Regions from separate parts of the Sus scrofa genome. Here all the other regions are linked to region 3. A link is a contact called in public Hi-C data. All regions are on one chromosome and are shown on one strand. Each heading gives the region's core, a stretch centred on a gene start, on an enhancer-like site or on the middle of the called end of the contact. The rest is flanking DNA. Distances are from core to core; before and after follow the strand shown. Region 1 holds the start of MAP1A (microtubule-associated protein 1A). Region 2 holds the start of TP53BP1 (tumor suppressor p53-binding protein 1). Region 3 holds the start of PPIP5K1 (inositol hexakisphosphate and diphosphoinositol-pentakisphosphate kinase 1).

Evidence for each region. A called contact is a pair of places that touch in the nucleus more often than the background predicts.
Region 1: a Hi-C map of fibroblasts shows a contact between it and region 3, with 2.0 times the contacts expected there. The contact joins the promoter of MAP1A here to the promoter of PPIP5K1 in region 3. A contact is called at or near these places in 1 of 5 promoter capture datasets (fetal liver) and 3 of 47 Hi-C or Micro-C datasets (epiblast stem cells, fetal skeletal muscle and fibroblasts).
Region 2: a contact with region 3 is called in a Hi-C map of retroperitoneal adipose tissue, with 2.0 times the contacts expected there. The contact joins the promoter of TP53BP1 here to the promoter of PPIP5K1 in region 3. A contact is called at or near these places in 2 of 5 promoter capture datasets (fetal skeletal muscle and liver) and 18 of 47 Hi-C or Micro-C datasets (alveolar macrophages, embryonic fibroblasts, fetal heart ventricle and 9 more).

What each region holds. Positions count from the first base shown.
Region 1 is chr1:127,935,235-127,938,409 of Sscrofa11.1, forward strand. MAP1A (microtubule-associated protein 1A) reads right to left here and starts at 1,718. Exons shown (of 7, transcript XM_005659678.3): 1 at 1,453-1,718; 2 at 420-521. The coding sequence starts at 1,690. It overlaps LOC100736659 (a long non-coding RNA gene), which reads left to right and starts at 1,792. Exons shown (of 3, transcript XR_301013.3): 1 at 1,792-1,939; 2 at 2,180-2,255; 3 at 2,750-3,175.
Region 2 is chr1:127,957,047-127,959,949 of Sscrofa11.1, forward strand. TP53BP1 (tumor suppressor p53-binding protein 1) reads left to right here and starts at 1,454. Exons shown (of 26, transcript XM_021096946.1): 1 at 1,454-1,603; 2 at 2,174-2,358; 3 at 2,563-2,656. The coding sequence starts at 1,597.
Region 3 is chr1:127,864,226-127,867,087 of Sscrofa11.1, forward strand. It overlaps PPIP5K1 (inositol hexakisphosphate and diphosphoinositol-pentakisphosphate kinase 1), which reads left to right and starts at 1,262. Exons shown (of 30, transcript XM_021096881.1): 1 at 1,262-1,382.

The DNA.
Region 1 (3,175 bases), core at 468-2,967, 71 kb after region 3:
AGAAAAAAATGCTAAGCAAGAAGCTGGGAAGGTGAGTCTGGGGTTCAAGGGCTTTTGTAAAGGGAAGCAAGGAGGCCAGGGTATACAGAAAAGGGAATACACACAAAAAAGAGCGAATTTTTACACAGATGATTGATACCTCATTCTCTTAGTGCATGTCAACAGCTGTTCATAAAACTACCCTCTTCTGAGGTAGAAATTATGTTCTTTAGGCTTCCCCCACCATCATACCATCTGTCTGCAGTGTGCGGGTATGTAGGGATAGCTATGGGAGCTTTACAACTTTCCCCTCAGGCGTCTCTCCCTTCCTCCCCACCCAATCCTCCCACAAGGCCAGTTCTGCCTGGAAGACTGGACCTCTGATCTTCTGTGACCAGCCCTCACCCAAAGGACAGAGACAAATTGATACTAATCCTAACCTTTGACCTCTGAGGAGAAGTGAGCTAGATGCCGGGTAATGAAGAGTCTCAATTGTTGGTTCAAGTCAATGGATGATAAGTCAATGTTCCAGGAGAGAATGCCTGTGAGAGAAAAAGAAACAAAGAGGGACCTAGATAAGGTCAGAGGGACTAGACTTCTGAGAGAACTTCCAAACTCACAGAAGGGGTAAGGAGAAGGAAGGGATAAGAGCAATTGCTATGATCAGCCTCACTGATGTCTTTGAGAAGGGTGGCTAGTACCTTTGCCTGTCTCCCATCCTGTGCCTTTCTTGGGCTTTGCTGGAGCCAGAGGGAGAAGGGCAGAGTTTAGGCTAAATTTGGTCATTAACAAGTTTGTATGTAGGAATTTTCTTGCAGAGTTGACCAGGTGAGATAGAAATGACACCCAAGAGCCCCTTCCTTCTGGATACAGCTAGGTAGGTTTCTAAATTCTCCTTCTGTGGTCCCCTCCTTGCCTACACTCCTCCGCGGCTGGCTTCCACCCGCAGGTGGCTCCGCAGCACTGCGCCACAGGCAATGAAGGACTGAGAAGCCTGTGGTCACGAAGGTCACTCTCAGTCTGGCCGCTGGCACTGGGATATTTGAGATTTGTCTGCGGCGTTCAGAAAGCACCCTGTGCCTGTTCAGAAACCTAAAGAAGAAATTAAGGTAGGGACCTGGACTCTCCAGGGGATGGTGAGGACTTTTAGGGCGTCTGGCCCATGACACTGCAGGAGAGAGGGGTGCAACTAGAAAGGGCTCCCCAGGCAGTACACAGAGCTCCCCACCCCTCCTCAGGGAGTTTGTGGAACACCACAGGGTGTGCGGGAAGGATGGGGAAGCGAGATGTTGGCAGCTGGGGTGGGGGAATACAGATGTGTGACACAGAGGATGGAGGTGACAGGCCAGGGGCTGATGATTCAGATAACAGGGCGCGCAGATCTCAAGAAAAGCACACTACGGTTGGAGGATGCAGATGGCAAAGAAGCACGGGATGAAGGATGTCCCGAGAGCATCCAGGACAGCAGCTCACCTTGTTCAAGGTGGGCCCGCACGGCCCTCAGCTGACTCTCCGAACCGATATCGCCGATCACAATGAGCAAAGAGTGTTTCCTTAGGTCCCAGCGTGCTGCCGCCGCGGCGGCTCCGGCCTTGTACAGCGGCTCCGCGGGGTTCTGAGCCAGCGGAGAGCCGGGGCTTCGGAGCCCTAGCCCGGGACTTGTCTCCATGGCAACGCCGCGAGGCCGCCCGGGCCCAGCCTCGGTCTCCATGGAAACTCCTTTGGAGTGCAAGGCCGGCGTCGGCGGCTGGGAGAGTGCGCGCGGTTCTTAAAGGCCGGCGGCAGGAGCCGCTCATTGGCTGCTGCCTGTCAGGGGGCGGAGCACTGGCGCCGCAGCGGCTGGGAAGGGGCCGCGGAGCTCTGCTCTGCGGTTTCGCTGGGCCTGGGGAGGGGCTCGGGGGTTGGTGGCTGTCCCACTCCGCCCCCACTCATTTTCCTGAGAGATCTCACTCCGACTTGGGTAGGAGTGGGTTATCTGAGGGACCGGGTGGAGGGGCGAGTCTAGTACCTCGGCACCAGAAGCTTCTAGTTAGGATGTTTCCCCGGAAAAGTACTATCTGGCAATTCCGCAGCCTCACCCGAACTGAGGGGAGCCATCTTGTCCCTCTCTGCCTCGAGTTTATGTTGCATCCTTCTGTCCTTCCATGTTGGTGTTAACACAATTTGGGTTTGTTTGTTTTTTTTTTTCCTGACCTCATAGCCTCGGGCCCTGGGTGTGCACTGGGAAGCTGTGCAGTATCAGAGGGACAGAATGACCTTCCGGCCCTGAGTCCCTGGTGAGTTGTTATTCCGAAGATAGTGTTTGGCTGGTCTCCATCTCTGCTGAGTGCAGTGAGCTCAGACTGCAGCAAGGGGTGTTTCAGTAAACCCAAGCAAGACCTTCCCAACTACAAATAATGTGACACAGTGAGTTGGGTAACCTTGGAAGGCAATGGTATTACTTCCCCAGTGAATTCTCAAAACAGAAGGGACAATGTTTGAACCAAGAGAGGGCTTGGCCCTTCCAAAATGCAAAAAGCCGGGGGATGTGAAAGAAGACTAAGGAGGCTGACACTGTTTTATGACTGACTGGAACATCCTTGTACAAGTGGTGCGGTCTGCAAGTCTACCCCTCCCCCATTCCTCAGTGTGTCCCCACTACCTACTCTGCACTCCAGTGTCTTCTTTTACTCAGGATACTGAGTCATTCTGTATGTATACGTATCAGACAGAGCCTGTCTTTAACCCTAGGGCTCCAGCAGTACTTTTTTGGGTCTCATTTGTCTTACAGTTTCCGAATGGTATAATGAAGGAAGAGGAGCACAGTACCTGATTGAGCAAGGCTGCCTGTGAGCGGTGTTCTGATCCACCTCCTCTCCGGAGGCCCTGAGGAGGATTGGATAGTGTCTGCATTTTAAGTACCTCGCAGCAATCCTAGTTCCTATCATGGGACATATATTTAGCAAAACATCCAATCCATTCTGCGATTTGGACGTGGCCCTACCAGAAACTAACATAATGCTCTATGTCAATTATCTCAATTAAAAAAATTTGACATGGCCCTGAAAATCCCTTTTATAGCAGAGAGGGGGAAATAGTACCGGCAGAACATAAGATGGTGAGGATGCCTCACCCTATATGACACATGAGACAATGCTCTGCTACACCTCCACCCCACCATTTGCACGTCTGAATCTGGCAAAGAGCATAGAGAGAT
Region 2 (2,903 bases), core at 204-2,703, 93 kb after region 3:
CTTTTAGGATTAAATTATTTGATCACTGGTCTTCTGCAGCATTAGGAGTGAAGGAGAGAGATATCAATTACAAATGATTTCAAGAGTAAGAAGTGGAGTGTGTCTCTGGGTGCTCTGTTCCAATTTTTGATCCACTAATAATACATTCCGGGGACCCTAATTATATTCTAGTTATAGCAACAGTAGATTGTAGATTTTTCAGGACAGTTTCATTTCAAAGAGTCTGTCCTTTTGTTCCCATAAGTAACATATACTCAGATGACATGCTTTGATTTTTGGTTGGAAAATGATCAGTATAATTTGTAACAGCAGGGAGAAGATTGGTAGGAAGCTTCACTTCAGCTTAGCCTGTATCAAGTGTTGAATTGGATATTTATATAATTGGAAAATCATGGTTGGGCTGTGCCTAAGTCATTTTGATCTTGGGGTAGAGAGAAGAAACTACCTTCTATTGAATGCTTACTATGTATATGCTTGGCAGTGTGGTAGGTGCTTTCCCTATTGACAGCTGCTCTGGCTAGAATTCCATCCTAGATCCATCCACCCCTTAAATTAAAAAGCAAAAACAAAACTAAAAAACGACCATATTCCTCATGGGGCCTCATTCATTAATACGAGTCACAGCTGCCACGCCCTCTATAAGACCCTGGCAAGATAATTAGGATAATAGACTCTCAGGGCTTGCAGGGATCATTGAGGTCGTGTAGTTAGCGGGGCGGCAGCTGTTCTCTTCACCACTGAGTCTGGCAGCCACTGTGCTCAATTGTCTCAATCAGAGGTGCAAAAAATATCCGGGGCTATGGTCTCTGTAGGCTGCAATTCCATAAAAGATAGGTCAACCATAAGCAAATGTGAAGCTTGAACTACGTTCCAGACTGGAAAGACAATGGGAAAAAATACGGTTTACCAGGACCCTCAGACAATGCAAATCCAATCCCCCCCCCAAAAAAAAATAATAAAAAGAACTGGCAGAGACGTAATGTGAAGCCCTTGAATTCAGGTAGAGGCCTACAAAAGGGATCCTGTTGACACAGGTAAACCCCAAAGAGTCTTCTCTCTCTTCAGTTTCACCAGCTATGAAATTCTAGCCATTCTGGATCTTCTTCGCCCTTTTAATCAGAAAGCCGGGAAACCCTTTTTCAACAGAAGAGGATGACATGGGGGCCTTAAGGTGCATGAACGATAGAAAATAGGAATTTTCTCCTACGTCTGAGTAGTGGTACAAACAACCGTCCCGGGGGCAGGGCATTATATTTCATGCCCTCTTCAAGGTCCCTTCAGTTCAAGGATACTGTCATTTGTGGCTTACTAGAGGGAGGGCCTGCAAAGTCCAGGCTGCCATGGAAACACGCCGCCGTGTTCCTTTTTCCTACGTGGGGCGGGGCACTCCGCCTCAGCCACCAATCATCCGCAGGCTTTCTTGAGTGGCGGGCAGCATCAGCGAATGGGTGAGCCGATCCCGCGTGACGCGACGGGAAAGGGGGAGTTCGTGGCCGGTGGCGGCGGTGGAGACAGCGGCGACCTGGGGATCGAGCTGGAGGGGCCTGGGGAGCGTGTGGAGATCTCTAGCACGAGCGTGAGGGACCTCCCGCCGGGATGCCTGGTACCGTTTGGAGAAAAGTGGGGGCGTAGTCGGCTATGGGAGCTTGGGTTTCGGGTCTGAAGGGATGGCTGACCGGAGGGGGCGGGGTGGCAAGCATGGCGGCTGTGACGGGGAAAGGGTTGGAGGGCCCTGGTGAGGGGGTGGGGAACCACAAGCTAGTAAGGCTGGGTGGTCGTGAGGAAACGTGAAGAGCTGTGGGGGTCAGACGAACAAAGATTACAAAGCAGCCTTTTGGGGGGCGGTTGAGGCGCCAGAAGGACGAAGGGAGAGTTGTGGGGGATGGAAAAAGGGGCGGAGAGAGAAGAGGTTAGGAAGGAGGGGAAAGGGTGTCTACGGGAAGGTGAGGGAAGGGGGAAAGAAGGATAGGCAGGCTCACTGTAAATAGCTAGGAAATCGGTCATTGGGAGGTATATAGGAAAGTGCTTGCAGCGATTATAATGTTCCAATTAGAAGAGTCCTACACCGGTCCCCTTTTCCAGCTCTTGTACTTCCGCGTCATTATTTAAGCTCGGACTCCGTGAGGAAGGAGTGTAGGTAGCACAGAACTGATCTTTTGTTGTTCCATTCCAGGGGAGCAGATGGACCCTACTGGAAGTCAGTTGGATTCAGATTTCTCTCAGCAAGACACACCTTGCCTGATAATTGAAGATTCTCAGCCTGAAAGCCAGGTTCTAGAAGATGATTCTGGTTCTCACTTCAGTATGCTGTCTCGACACCTTCCCAATCTACAGACACACAAAGAGAACCCTGTGTTGGTGAGTGATAGGTTGCTTGGAAATGATTGAGTAGATTTTTTTTTCCTAGTCTAGATCAACCTGCAAACATAAATACTTAGGAAATCTCACCATCTTTTGGATAAAGTTGATTGGAAAAAATGAAACCAACATGTTCACAGCAATATGTTGCCTTTTAGATTATTCCATATAGAGTGAGTATATTATGTTTGTATAATTTTCTAGGATGTTGTGTCCAATACTGAACAGACAGGTGGAGAAGAACAAGGAGACGATAATAGTAGTTTCAATGAATGTCTGAAAGAAAACAAAGCTGCAGGTGAGGTCCCTTTTGCAAGGGTGCTCTTGTTAGAAGTGGGTGGATTCAAACATTATGGGGCTGTGGTGAATGTATGTAAGAAAGTCTAGCACAGTATCTGGTGCATAGTAGGCACTCACAAGGTTGGTTTTCTAATGTAGACTGATTAGGTCTACATTCCTGAATATATATCAAAAGTTTGGTGGTAGGTGTTCCTGCTGTGGTGCAGCAAGATTGGATGTGTCTCTGCTGCACCAGGGTGCAGGTT
Region 3 (2,862 bases), core at 12-2,511:
GGGGGCTACAGGCAGAAACAGCAGTTAGCTCTGACAGTCGTCTTGAGATTGGTCATGTGCTGGTCTGATCAATGTCCTCTTGATTGTTTTAAGTACAGTTAGTCTTCAGTTTCAGGGTGGGTTTATTGCCATTTCCTTGAGGCCAGTTCTCAGAATTATGGTAGCATGTCATGGCTACAGCCTGGTCATCATGTAGTTAACTTTTTTCCACATGGTGGGAGTTGGGCTCAGTACCTACAAAACAGCTCACAGGATATGGCTCAGAATATCATCTACAGCCCTTGAGAAGGAACTAAATGTCTTAATGACTATTATTATTTGGTCTTGTTTGACTGTTTTTCCTTTGCTTCTGCATTTTCTTGTGTCTCTGATTAAACTTACTCCTTGACTAAAGTTTTTCTACAGTCAAAAGGCAGGTGGAGGATTCAGGGGGTGGGCAGGGAAGGATCATAAGGTCCTGCTTTTTCAGAATCTCTTTCTCTTAGGGTTAGTCCAAGTCATTCGGGACGACTTGGGGTCAGTATAATGAGGCATTTGACTGAAAAAGTGCTAAGTTGCAGAGAAGAACTGGGGAACTTGGAATTGTTTTGAACCAGGAAAACCTTAGTGAGGATGCAAGATTAGTAATAACACAAACATACAAAATACTTTCATATAATCACTACCCTGTGATTAGGGTTTCTAATCCCACACTCTTACAGGTGAGAAAACAGAGGCTGAGGGAATTTCAGTGACTTGTCCAAAGCTCCACAGCTATTAAAGGCAAGGCCCAGGATTCAAACAAGTCTAGAGGGTGAGAGCAAGCAGAGTAGGGAGATAGAAATCCACTGACTCAGCCTTCCAAGTCCATGCATTTTCTTGTCCCATCCATAAATAAGTCTCTCTGTTCTAGCCCTTAACTTTCTGATTTGTTTCTGTCGCTGTTTTTGTCTCCAGCCTTGGAGACAAGCCTTCTCTAGTCCGTTAACATTTGCAACCAACACTCATTGGATCTCTACGCCTATCACATATCGTTTTATTTTACAATACAAACAAGACCTGGTTTTGTCCTCAAGAAGGTGCAGTGGCGTAAACTGGGCCTCTTCCCCTGCATCGTGCCCCCGCACCCCACCTTCCTCTCATTGGAAAGTTTCTGTCTAGACAGAGAGCATCTGGACTGTCGGCCACGCAGTTAGAAATCAGAGAACATTACGTTGCACCTCCTCCCCAGAGCCACTAGAGGCCACCCTCCTCCGCGCAGTAGCGCCGGCCAACGCAGCCTGACTCTGCCGCCGGTGCGCGCCCTCCGCTGATTGGTGGCAGCGAAGAGAAGTCGCGCTTTGATTGGGCCGCTGTCAGGTGTCGCTGCCGGCAGGTTCGGCTGCGCGAGCTCAGGGAGGCGGGTGAGTGAGGGCCGGGGGCGGTGGGGGAGTGGCTGGGGGCTGGGGGCGGTATCTGAGGGGGTGGGCTGAGTAGAGTGGGCTCCGCTAGTGCTGAGGGCCCTGCTTAGCAGCAGCTGGGGGCAACGCTGGGAAGAGACCTAGGGGAGAGGCCTCAATGTCAGCGAAGGGAGAGTGAGGCGGGGAAGGCGGGGGCGGGCAAAGGCTAAAGGAGTCGGGATGGGGAGGTGGTAATTCTGACCCGGAGCTGTGTGAGGAGAGGACCGAGGAGAGGGGCAGCGAGAGCAGAGGTGGGCGTGAGACTGTCTGCACGAGGAAGAGGGGGTCCGGCTGAGCACGAGAGTCTGCAGGGGAGAGGGTCAGGGTGGAGAGGTCTGTGTGAGGAGGGGTGGGAGTGGAGTCACATCTTGCGGAGGAAGGGGTTGCTGGAGAGAAGGTGAGCCTGGAGAGAGGTAGGTGGGGAGAGAGTGGCGCTCAGACAGTCTTTGTGGGGAATCAGTGATGTTCCATATAAATATGTTACCAAGTGTGGTGACTCATCTGAGGGTTTGGAGGACTGCTTAAGGCTAGAGACTCAGTGAGTGAGAGGATTAGTTGGATGGTTAATTGGATCGGTTGGTCAGTGATGGAGGAGGGGGCAGCAGTCCCTGTTAGCAGTGGTTAGGAGGAGTCAGTGAAGAGTCATTTTAGCAAGCTGGAGAAAGAAGGCAGTATGAGTGAGTTGATCCTGAAAACAAGGGCATCAGCATAGTTCATCAGTATCAGAATAAGGGTATGTATGAAAGATTAAAAGTTACATCAAGGGAGTTCCTGTTGTGGCTCAGCAGGTTATGAACCCAGCTAGTATCCATGAAGATGCAGGTTTGATTCTGGCCTTGCTCAGTGGGTTAAGGATCTGGCGTTGCCATGAGCTGTGGTGTAGGTGACAAACGCAGCTCGGATCTGGCATGGCTGTGACTGTGGTGTAGGCTGGCAGCTGCAGCTTGGATTCGAACCCTAGCTCATGGGAATTTCCATGTGTTGTGGGTGCAGCCCTAAAAAAGGCAAAAAAAAAAAAAAATTACATTGAGAAGGAACTAAGGGGTCCACTATTGAAGGAAATACTGCTGGTGGCCAGAGAGGTTTTACTGTGTTGGAAGTATTCCTGGACTCTGTACTGAAGCTTCTCTTTCATCATGAATGGGGGTTTCCATGAAGTGCATGGTGGTTAAAGAGATTAGAGAACTACCACAATTGTAAGGGATAAAGACCTTACACAGTTTACGCTCCCTTCTAGCCCTTCTCCACATCTGACCTAATGTGTTTCTGAAAAGACTGCCCACCTGCTCCTCTCTCTTTCCTCACCTATCTTCTCCCTTCTTCCCTCCCTTCCACAGTGATTCAGGCCCCAGTAGGACTGCCCTTTAGCCTGCTGTGGAGTCTGAGGTTTTCTTTTCTTTTGCAACAAAGTATTAAGGAAGAGGGGGAAGGGGAGAAGAGCACA